Linked DNA regions of Gossypium hirsutum: region 2 is linked to region 1. Evidence: chromatin contacts called from public Hi-C data. All regions are on one chromosome and are shown on one strand. The core of a region is the stretch at or near the end of the contact, and the rest is flanking DNA. Distances in the headings are between cores, read along the strand shown.

Region 1 (6,012 bases), core at 2,912-5,411:
CTAATGAGGAATTTGTTAAAGATTTTGATATTTTATTGTGGTGGAAAGTGAACAACCCTAGATTTCCCACTCTTTCAAAAATGGCCAGAGTTGTGTTAGCTATACCGGTTTCTACGGTTGCTTCAGACTCTGCATTTAGCACTGGGGGACGTGTGCTTGATCAATATAGGAGTTCTTTAACTCCTAAAATTGTACAAGCTCTTGTGTGTACTCAAGATTGGATTCGAAAATCATCATCACAAGAAGACATCAAAAAGATTGAAGAACAAATCCAATATCTTGACAAGATCGAAAATGGTATATTTATTGTTTTATTTTAATAGTTTCAATTTTTTTACCATATCATACTTATTTAATTGATTCAATGTTTAGACTTTTCTTGGAATGCATCAAAGCCTACCCTAAATTCATGAGCTTTCGTGAGTTGAAGGGTATGCTTACTATCTTATTCTTGTTAACTTATAATTTATTCGTTTGTTTATATTATGTAATTTTTTTAAATGCGTATATTTCTATTATATACTAAATTTTTGCACATGTTTTTTTTGTAGGTTTAATGCAAATGGAGATTTTTTGGAGAGAAGAAATGGATATCAATGGAGAATATTAAAGACTTACATTTCAATTATGTGTTAATTTCAAGACTTATGTAATGTTTTTAATTATGTCGTGATTCAAAGACTTATGTAATGTTTTTAATTATGTAGTGATTCAAAGACTTATGTAGTATTTTTAATTATGTAGTTATTCAATTCGGTTAATTCGGTTAATTTTTAACCAAAAATAAAAACCATATAATTTTTGGTTAATTCGGTTAACCGAAAAAATTTTGGTTCGGTTAATATTTTTTAAAAAAATTTTGGTTCGGTTAACGATTAAAAATTTTGGAAGGTCGGTTAATTCGATTATAACTAGTTCGGGTTGGTTAAACGGTCAGTTAACCGAATGCACACCCCTATGGTTGGCATAAGCATTAAACAATGGGGGGCTTTTCCTAGAAATTTCCCAAGCATGTGCGGTGTGCCCCTATAGTGCATGTTGCCAACTACCATCAATCACCAACTGCTTTATTCTATATACATTTCTATGAGTTAATTAAAAAAATAGAATTTATTTTCCTAAAAAGAAAATAAAGAAGAAGAAAATAATAGTTTATTTCACGTGAAACAGGTGTCCAACTATACTCATAGGCGGTTACAACTAAAAGTCACCGTTTATAATTTCATTGGTTTCCTTCCCAACATCAAATTTATATATAAATTTTGATTTAATTTATAATTTAATATATAAATTTTGATTTTCTATAATGGTATACATTTAAATAAATAAATATATAAATTTATCTTTTTATATAATGTTAGTAATTTATGAAAGTTGAATCAAATAAAAAAATTGTGTATAAAATTGTACAAAATTAAAATTCACGAATACCATTGCACGTTGAATTAAAGATCATGTATAGTTTTAATATTTATTTCTTAGATTTATTAATTATTTATAAATATATTAAAAATATGTCAAATTCTACTACTAGTCCTTGTATTATGCTTAAGTTGTGAATTTGGTCCAAATACTCTAACTTGATCGATTTTAGTCTTTGAACTTTTTGAATTTTGAAATTTCAATGCAAACTTAAACAGTATCAGTTAAATTTATTAAGTCAAATTCTACTATTAGTCTCATACTATACATAAGTTGTGGATTTAGTTTATCTTCTCAAATTTGATCATTTTTAGTCCCTATATATATATTTGTGAATTTTAAAACTATAGCCATTAAATCCAATAACTAAAATAAGATGATTTTTTTGTGAATATTATATGAAAATAGTAACCTGAAATGACAACACGAGTGAAAATATATATACTGCATAAGATTTTAGAAATACCATAATCTAACTTAATGGATTTAACAATTATTATTTCGACCCTAATTAAAATTTCAAGTTTTTTTAAAAATATAATAATTAAAAACTTAAAACATATAGATTAAATTTGTAACTTTATGCGTAGTAGAAGAGTTAATAATATAATTTGACTGATAAAATAATAAGTCATATCCATAAACTAAACAGCTCAATAAATATTTCAATATTGGACAAAGTTTAACAACCCATATATTATAAAAGTAACAAACATGGGTACTGTAGCAAACCACCAGAGATGTGCTTAGCTCAGCTGCCAACACCTGTCTTTTTGTGTGTGTGCTGGATGGCTGGGAAGGAGAGAAAAGAAAAAGAGAAAGGGCAGAGAAGGGAAAAAAGGAGAAAACAATAAAACAAAAAATTGTGTGTGTGTTTTTATTTATTTATCTTGATTTAAAAAAAAAATAAATTATAGAAAACATTTAAACGATCTTTCTACAAAATCCATATTAGAAAAAAATTTAATTAATTTTTTTATTTTTAAATAATATATTTAATTTGATTGTCTTAAATGTTGATTCACAAATTAATTTAAAATTTAGAGTTTATTTCAGTAAAATTAAAATTTAAAATTATTTTTTATAGAATTAATATATTTTTCTTATCTATTTTAAGGTCAATAGATATTAATCCTATCAAATTTTGTGATTATCTCTTTTAATAATGTCGTTTTTAAATTTTTTATTAATTTATCTAAAGTGATTAATTTCATGATAATACATATTAATTTATTATTTGTATATGATTCTAAATAGTTATCATAAATTTAATTTTTTATAATTAATATAAAATACAACATGTTAATATTAATAAAATTTAAAAATAAATTTTCAAATAATTAATTATTACCAAATAAAATTTAATTTAAAATTAAGTTATATCAATAAATAAAAATAATTTAAAAATCCCGGCGTAACGGGGCTTAATAATCCTATTTGAAATATTAAATTAAAAACCTATGCTTTTACAATATAATCTATTAATTAATTATTATTATTATTATTATTATTATTATTATTTACAACCAAAATAATGAGTTAGTACACATATATATATTTAATATATTATTTTTTCCAATAAAATAATCTTTATGACTGCTCGTTAATTGGCAATTGTAGTTGGCATGAGCCTTGGGGAGTTAGACACACATTTCATGTGCAAGTGACACTTATTAAAAAAGTTGAATATATATATATATATTTAATTGAGTTAATATTAAAAAAAATACAATCAACTATAATTTATTTATTTTTACACATATAATACAACGAAGATGAAAATTTTAATATCCTAGTAAAATACTTGTTAGCTGATTAAGAAAAAAACATACACCATCTTTTGGATTGATAATGAATGGTATAATTTTATATTTGCATAATTAGTTTGTTAAGTAAATTACATTTAATTTCGAAAGTTATAAAATAGTCATTGAATTATTCAAATATTTTTATTTTAGTTACTGGATTTTTAAGTCTTTTTTTTTTAAGTTTGGCTAGCGAGCTTTGAACAATGATTCAACAATCGAATGTAGTAGAACAATACTCATTGACTAGTAGAATAAGATATCTTAGATCTAAGTTGATATAATAATCGGTGTCAGATATCGAAAAAGAAAGCTGTTTGGAAATTGGTTCGCAAATTCATGACATTCAAAGTTATTTTATGAAGAAAACTAAATTGTAGAAGAGGAAGAGAGGTTTATCCTTTTGATTGGTTCCAGAGGCGAGAATGGAGAAGGTCATACAATGACGATTTTAACATCCCAGTGACTTAAATGAAATTTTTTTAATAGTTTAGTGACCATTTAGTGACTTTTTGAAGTTGAGTGATTAAAATGTAAAATTACTAATAGTTCAATAACTTTGAGTTTAGTTTACCCTAAACTTAAGAGATATAATTGCTATTAGAAGTTGAGTGATGAAATTGCAAGGATTTTATTTTTGGTGACCAAAATGAAAATACCCTAAAAGTGAGTAACTAACTAGGTAGTTTACCCTAAAAGTTGGCGTGTAAAGTTTTTTTTCCGTTCTTTTTTTTGCCAACAGATACAGTTACAGCTGTTGAAAATTAAATTTTATAATAGTTCAAAAATAATTTCCCAAATTAATTTGGACAGCTAAGCTACAATTTATTTTCTAAAAGAATTTCAATCTCGTCATAGTGATGGCTAAAATCAACGGCCAATATTAATCATCCACATCATTAACCAATGAGTAAGCCACCACACCCCCATGTCCATCTCTCTCCCTCGTCTTCTCGCGATTCAAATCTCCTTCGTATATAATATGAAATCTGCGAAGTCAAAGCTGTGAGAGTTCAAAACACCTTGCCCCCAGGTCATGCCAGAGTATATGTATATATATATATGTTAATTTGTTAATTAATAATTAGTATGATTCTAGAATTCCAGATCAGAAAAAACAATTTAATTCTCTAAATCATAAAAATGGAAAAAAATTTAAAAAGTTGAAAAAAAAGCAAGAAAATCGGAAAAAAGAAAAGAATAAAAACGATGAGGAAAAGTCTCCTTCCTCATGTTGTTGAACCGTAAACCGAAAACGTGAACGAAGTTCCAAAGGTACGGTTTTCCCCTCTGGAAAAAGCGCCAAAAGCAAAAAATGAAGCCCTAATTTTTTTTATTTAAATTTTTTGAACTTCGGTTCCTTGTAACTTAAGCATCGAATCATTGCCGATTTGAATTTGTGAAATGTGCTTCTCGGAGAACGATTAAGAGAAGGAAAGAGGAAACTCACCAGGCGAAGTGTGTGTGTATGTTTTTTTTTAAAAATTGCCTTTTTTTTTTGTAAATTTTATCGATTGATGAAGAAGTATCGCCGATGGCTGAGGATTGTGATCCTCTCTTTGCTTTCTTTATCTGTACTGGCTCCAATCGTGGTGGTTTCTTTCAGACTCAAAACCCTCACTTCCATCGGTAATCATCTTTGAATCTTTCTTTTTTTTCTTGAAAATTCGAATGCATTTTTATCGTTAATGAAGTAGTTGATGAGACAAGAAAGCCAAAGAGGATTACTTAGCGGTAATTTTTGTGTCTTAGCTTACAGAAAAATATATGTACAACTTTAAGCTAACATCCATTGTCTAATCGAATCTGCTTTCATTTATAATATAATATTTTTGGCCTTTCATTTATTTGATTTCCTTTTTAATTTAATTTAATTTAACTTTTGAGATGTTGACTGATCTTGTTTTCTTCGCATTTTTTTTCTGTGACGACAGGCAAGAAAGATTTCATTGAGGATTTGGCTAGTATCGTATGGATCTCTCTTACTTGAATCTGTTCTATTTTTTCTTTAACTTTTTGGTAGATTTGTAAATTTTTTTTGGTTTGATACAGAAGCATAGGGCAGATAATTTAAGATTCAATGCAATTGAACAGGTAGCTTTAAGATTTATGGCTTTAGCTCACATTTTTGCTATGGGCATTTTATCTTGAAATGATTTTAACAGTTTATGCTTATCAATCTTTGTCGCTTTCTTATTTAGGAAGGTGCTGAAGAATTAAAAGGTCCAGAACTTATTGTTTTCAAAGAGAAGAATTTTAGTTCAGTAGTTAGTCACATTTCTGATAAGAATCATGATCTGTTAGAAACAAATGGTGAGTATTACTTGGGTTGCATGTACTGTTCTTGAATCTTTTAAAACAAATGTGACTCTGAGTTGCTCCATTTCTAAATTCTGAAACTACTCATGAAGGAAAAGAGAAGCATCAAATTCAACAGAGTACGGAAGGGGTGAACTCCACGGACAAGGTGTGTTTATGTTTCTTAAGTATTACAAGCTGCTATTCATTTGAATGTAAGTTTTTAGAGTATGTTGCAGTAACATATAGTTTTAGTCTTGTGAGGATAGCAGGTGATGGTATTGTTGCTATATTATTATTGTGAATCTATATGATGAAGACAGGTTCTGTTTTTCTGGCACCAAATAGTTTTGGTAAAATTATCAGCCTTCAAAATTGCACCAGACCTCCTCCTTGTATCATTTTGTGTCACAAATTCAGTTTTTGCTTTGCTTGTAATGTAAAAATCATTGAAGCACTCATCTTTAAATCCGAGCAAATACCAGAA
Region 2 (5,958 bases), core at 1,563-4,062, 150 kb before region 1:
AAAACTTAAAATTTTGGGTTCAATGACTAGCCAAATAACTGGAAAGTTTTCAAACACGAATTTCTCACCTTGAGTTGTTATTCCTGACAGTTTTTGCATTTCCAAATGCTTCAAGAACAGGATTTGACTGCATCAAGACATTTAGTGCATAACATTCAGAAGTAGATAAAAATGCATACGAAAAAAATGAGGAACCAGGTTACCTACTAATAATTTCAAATTTTAACTACATGAATGGAAAAGGAGATTTAGGCGCCATTGATTTGTCAAAAGAAAAACTAGAATGAATAACTATTACACGTAAAGTTGAATTTCCTTGTACTTTTTGGGTGTCTGATTCTATTTGCAGGTAGTTTATTACAGATCCAGAATTCGTTAAACGTACATATAGATTTTCATGAAAGGTAAAATAGAGGCGAAGATATAACTAAAACAAATGCGAAAACAATAAAATGGTAACAAAATTATTACTTTTCAAGATCTATGCATTTAATCATCTGGTTTCAAGAAAGTTAACATATTACATACTGCCTCATCTGATTTGTATTCAATATTTTTGTTTGTCAACCATGTCATAGTGTGCTACATCTCCAGATCAACATTTGTGGAATCCAGCATGAAGGCAAAATTACATGAAAATCTGACTTTGTAGTCTGAACAAGTAAAATAACCATCTTACTGATTCGCATGCAGTTTTCAGAAATGGACCCCAAAAGACAAAGAAAAATAGCTGAATATAGAGACGCAAAAAAGCAACTGTTCAAGCCCTTTTTTTTTTCTATCCTCTCTGAGCTTGTAAACTACTGCTAAAATGCCAACATCTGCTCCCTTACTGCACATTCTATATCCTCTCTGAGCTTGTTAGGCCCCTCTACTAAAGCGCAAGATTTCTCACACAATGCTAATTCTTCATTATATGCTAGTATCTTAAGGATAATACCTGGGTTAAAATTTTGAGGAAATATACCCTTTTTTCCATTTTTAGTCTTTATCCTAGAGATACTCTTTCATTCTAGTCTTTCTAGATAAACTTAGAAGAGGAAATCAAAGGAAATTTAAAGGATATTATTTTTGTGTACTTTTCTCTTACTCATTTGACGATGTTAGAGGAATTGTCACACTGTTAAATAAGTAGATTATTTTTTCCATAATCCAATGAGTAGATCCCCTGTGTTTAAAAAGGCTGTAATAAGATTGTTGCGTCTTACAAATTAAAGCACAAAGCATGAAACACAAAATAGTTTTCTATATGTCTTAACACCAATACTTTTAGGCATAGCTAAGTCTACTCTTGGATAACATCACACCATAACATAGTCATTGCACCCAACAACTATGACCACATTAACACCTCTTGTAGAACACGCTAGAGAACAATGATGTATTATTGCCTTAATTAATTACATAATGACAGCTCCAAAACTTTTTAGTCCTCATATTGTGTGCTTCAAGCATTTACTTGACTCTAAGCCAAAGATAAAGATTGAAATATTAGCTTACTTCAGTTCAGAATAGAGTTAGATCATCCAGCTTACTTCTAGAACTTTTCGTTCAACAGTCCGTGCTTCAGCAGCAGCATGGCCACCCAAATATGCAAGATAGCGCATAATCATTTTGGTGGTTTCAGTCTTACCTGCCCCACTTTCACCACTGACTAGTATAGAATTGGATTTGCCTTCGTTATTCATAGCCCTAGTTGAAAGTTATACAATTCTTAGTCAACCAGCTCCATTATCTTTAAACTATACACAGACAAAACATAGACATAGTTACCTATATGCAACATCAGTAATCGCAAAAACATGAGGGCTCCGATCCCCTAGTTGAGCCCCTTTATAGCTGTCCATCAATTCAGTATCATATAAATGTGAGATTGCTTGGAATGGATTGATGGCAATGAGAATGTTCCCACAGTACGTCTGCCACAAGGTCAGAAAAGGTATCACTAGCAGATTCATAGCAGCAATACTTAATGGTTCAAAACCAAAAATGAGGTTGATCTTACATAAATCTCTTTGATTCCGTATCTGGTGGCCAAATTGTGAAGCACAGCAGGCTCGTGCAAGTATGATAGCTTAGTCATATCATCAACACCCGTATCGGGTGCTTCCATATCCTTGGGATACAATTTAGATAACTTTGTAGTAACCTAACCAACATTATGATGAAAAAAATTGAAAAACTGGGTTATTAAGATCCATTGCAATTAATAGTACTGAAAAAGCTGAACCAAAATGTAAAGCTTTTTAAGAAGCATAAATCTGTCTTACCTGGTTCCCATTAATAGTTTCAACCTCAGCTTCATTTCCATTAACACTAGTTACAACCCCATCAACCCAAGCCAATTCCTGGTCTTCAACCCATACATGGGAACCTACAGTAATTTCCTGTGGCATCAACAGCACCAGTTTTTAGGGAGATCAAATTAGTAATCTTATTGTATGCTTTGAAGAAAATTACATGAACTCTACCTACCATTCCTTACAGTGAATGTAAAATTCCTTGGAGTTTGATTGAAATCAAATGAAACCCATCACTTTGGATAAGGGTTCTAACCCAAAAGCCGATGCAACAGGAATGTCACCATTGATGGGTTCGAAGGAAGAAAGTAAAAGAAAAACAAGGCAGAAATAAAGATTTTTTTTTCTTTCCCAGAGAAGGAAGAGCATGTTGTTGGTTGGGTCGAGATTGGAATTGGGATTGGTTTGAGCAAAACGCGATAATCGGAGCACTCCATGGATTTCGCCATTTCTCTTGGAGCCTCGTGTGGTTCGTTTTTCCTTTTCCTTTTATACGTTTTCAACGGAGAAGGTGAGGGTGCCCCTTACAATCACACTCTGTAGGGGAAAATGGCTAAAATTTGACACAAGTTCCTGTACTTTTCATAAATTTAGAATTTAGTCCCTTAATTTTCAGACTTAAAAATACAAAGTCAATTATTAACCCCTTAATTTTTTTGTGTGTTTCAGATTCATGTCATTCTTTTAGTTACATGATTAGTAAGTGAGTATTTTTTTTATTTTAAAATGTCACACTAACAAATTTAACAGTAAATTAGGCCTAAATTTTAATATTTAAAAAATAAAAAGACTAAATAATTAAAAGTAAAAGTAGGGTTAAATTTCAAATCTGTAATTTATAGTTTATTTTAACCAAAAAAAACAATAAATTAACAAATTAAATAAATAAATCGACATTAAATTATATTTATTTGTTAAATATTAATTAAAATTTTATGGTATATTTAAAATTTGTGTTTTCTTTAGGAATATACCAAATAATTATTCAAAATTAAATCTAATTATATTTATAAAGGTGCATTTTCAAATTAAATTTTGCAATATACCAAATAATTATTCAAAATTAAAATTTTCTTGGTGGGCGGTAATTACGTTTCCCCTTTTCAAGATATTGTTTTCCTAGAAATGTTAATTTTGGTGTTCTAGCATATTGCAAGCATTGTTCTTTTACTTGGAGGATGTTAGACATAGTGTTACAAGGTTATCAAATACTTTAAAGAGCTAATAATCTTACTAGGATTTTGATCATATCATTGTTGATATGTAAATTTGATCATGGGTTAAGTTGAGTCGGGTTTATGTAAATTTTTAAGTTCGTTTTTTTAAGTTGAGTCTGGATTGAAAAAATAAATTTAAAATTTTATCCAAATCTGATTCAGATTAAAAATGTTAAACCCGAACCTAATATGACACGTAACAAACACTTTTAACTAATGAACATATATTTTTATTGAATTAGTGATTAATATACGTAAATTTTTGTTAATTTAATCGATAAAACAATATTTTGTTGAGTTAATTTGGGCCTAGCCCGAATTATATCTGATTCCAGACCGGGCTTAACCAAAAATAATACACCCATATTTAGGCGAGTCGGGTAAAGAGCCTGATCCAAATTTTGGACCCACCAACAGATACTAAAGCTTTACAGGTGGCAACACAGACTTCAACTTGCGTGGATGCCTCACCCATCGTTAATTTGGAACAGATCAAAGGAAAACGCTACATAACCTAGAAAATCTAGGTTTCTACTGTCGGTGGCGCGGCCGGCCGCCGCTCAACGCCACCTGTCTCCTCCTTCCGGCGGGGGTTTCTCTGTTCCTCTTGTTGAAACTTTCAATATCGTTGCATCTTTCTTCCTCTCTTTTTACTTTTTTTTTTTGGTTTAACAGTTTCCTTGGGTCCTTGTTTTGATGGCGGCGGTGGAGGAGGCACTTTTGGCTTTGTAACGATGCCGGGAAAATCCCACATGTCCCGTCGCAGCTGCCTCTTTTGTTCCCCTTGCTCTTGATCTCTTACCAGTGCTTGGGGTTCCCGAAGCAGTTCCGAAATAGATCTTTTCCGTGTCCAGCCGCCGCTCCTGCCACCGTTTGGGTTCATTGCCAGGTCTTCTTTTCCCTTGCCCAAAGCTTACCCTCTATATTTTGTTGCCGGAGTAGGCCTTGTGGTGCCCAAATCTGATATGAATATGGCGTCTACTGTTTAGAGTTGGTAATGATAGGCTGATAACCGCTTGATTCGTAAATGACTTATTACGATAAGTACGATAAGTACGATAAGTTCTCATCAGTTAAAAAAAGAAAAGAAATATGCATGACAAAAGAAACCACGTCTCTCTCTCTCTCGGGCACCTTTTTATCATCTCTTTTTGGAACCCTAAAATTAATTCAGATTCAGATTCTTTTCTTTTCTCTTTTTTGTAAAGCAATTTCATTGAATTGAAAATGAAACAATTACACCTGAAGGCTCAAACAGATGAACCCCATATAAAAACTCTAAAACCAATCCACCAACATGTTACATGAACACCCATGCACATACACATACATAATACATATATAAAGAGATAGAGATGGAGAAAACCATAAGAGAGTTTATTTAATTTGGTGAGGGACCTGATTTTCCATAAACAGAGGTATGCCCTGTAACGTTACCACCGATGACTGGTGCCGACGAATGTTCAGTAGGAAGCACATTTGGAGGAGGACATGATTCTCCATAAACAGGGGTATACCCTTTCGCGTTACAACCGATAACTGGTGCAGAAGAATGGTCGGTAGGAACCACACGAGCTGCAACTAGTTGCCAGGCTAAAATCAACACCGACATGATAACAAGTGCTTTGGAAGTGATCCTATAATGGTAGGCCGCCATTGATGTTCGACGATGAGCAGGAGAGAGAATAATGGGTGAAGTAGGAATTTGATTTAAAGGAAGACGAGGTATACAAGTGCTGCTTATGTAGGCAATATAGAAGCTTCAACACCGACCAATTGGCAGCTTACTTTCGGCACAAGATTTTGATTCGTTTATGCTGACCGCCGTAATTTCCAATGAGTAAGTCATAGTTATTGTACACTGGAAAGTAAACGAATCAATGGTTGAAAATGGTGGGTCTAATCAACAGCTGGATTGGGTAGAAAAGGGTCTTCCGAGTTTCAAACTTTTGGGCCATGTTTGTTTCTATGGGCCTCAGGTCCTTTGTGATTCAGATAGGGAAAGTTGCCCACTCTATTTCCATTTTTGGGTCCTTTACTTACATCAAACGAGAATTACTAATTTACCATCATCTCCCTACTCACAAAAAAATTAGGATTTCATCAATAGTCTTTGGCTGCCAAGTTGGGCATTCGAGATCATTTGAAAATTTATACATGTATTTTTTTAAAATGAAAGTTATATTTTTCAAGTTTAAAAATTAAAATGGATTTAATTGTCAAAATCAAGTATTAAAGTAAAGTAAAAAAAAAATACAGGTACCAAAGCAAATCTAGCTATCAAGTCAAGTTTAGGGTCCAAAATTATATTATCCCTATAATTTATTATAAACATAGAAAATTGGTTGAGTTGAGTTGGCCTCGGGTCTTTAAAGTTTGAGCCCCACTCACATTTTAAATGGATCTAATTTTTTTACCTAAACCCATTTTCAAGCATAAAA

What was found. Hi-C and Micro-C count contacts between places; a contact is called where the count stands out from the background.
Region 2: a Hi-C map of leaf shows a contact between it and region 1, with 2.7 times the contacts expected there. The contact joins the promoter of LOC121219929 here to the promoter of LOC121219925 in region 1. A contact is called at or near these places in 2 of 34 Hi-C or Micro-C datasets (both in leaf).

The regions. Positions count from the first base shown.
Region 1 is chrD08:61,969,569-61,975,580 of Gossypium_hirsutum_v2.1, reverse strand. LOC121219925 (probable galacturonosyltransferase 6) reads left to right here and starts at 4,161. Exons shown (of 9, transcript XM_041098692.1): 1 at 4,161-4,856; 2 at 5,162-5,196; 3 at 5,283-5,321; 4 at 5,429-5,540; 5 at 5,639-5,694. The coding sequence starts at 4,745.
Region 2 is chrD08:62,117,939-62,123,896 of Gossypium_hirsutum_v2.1, reverse strand. It overlaps LOC121219929 (myosin-16), which reads right to left and starts at 2,812. Exons shown (of 26, transcript XM_041098698.1): 1 at 2,476-2,812; 2 at 2,271-2,387; 3 at 2,006-2,149; 4 at 1,774-1,919; 5 at 1,536-1,692; 6 at 69-127. The coding sequence starts at 2,478.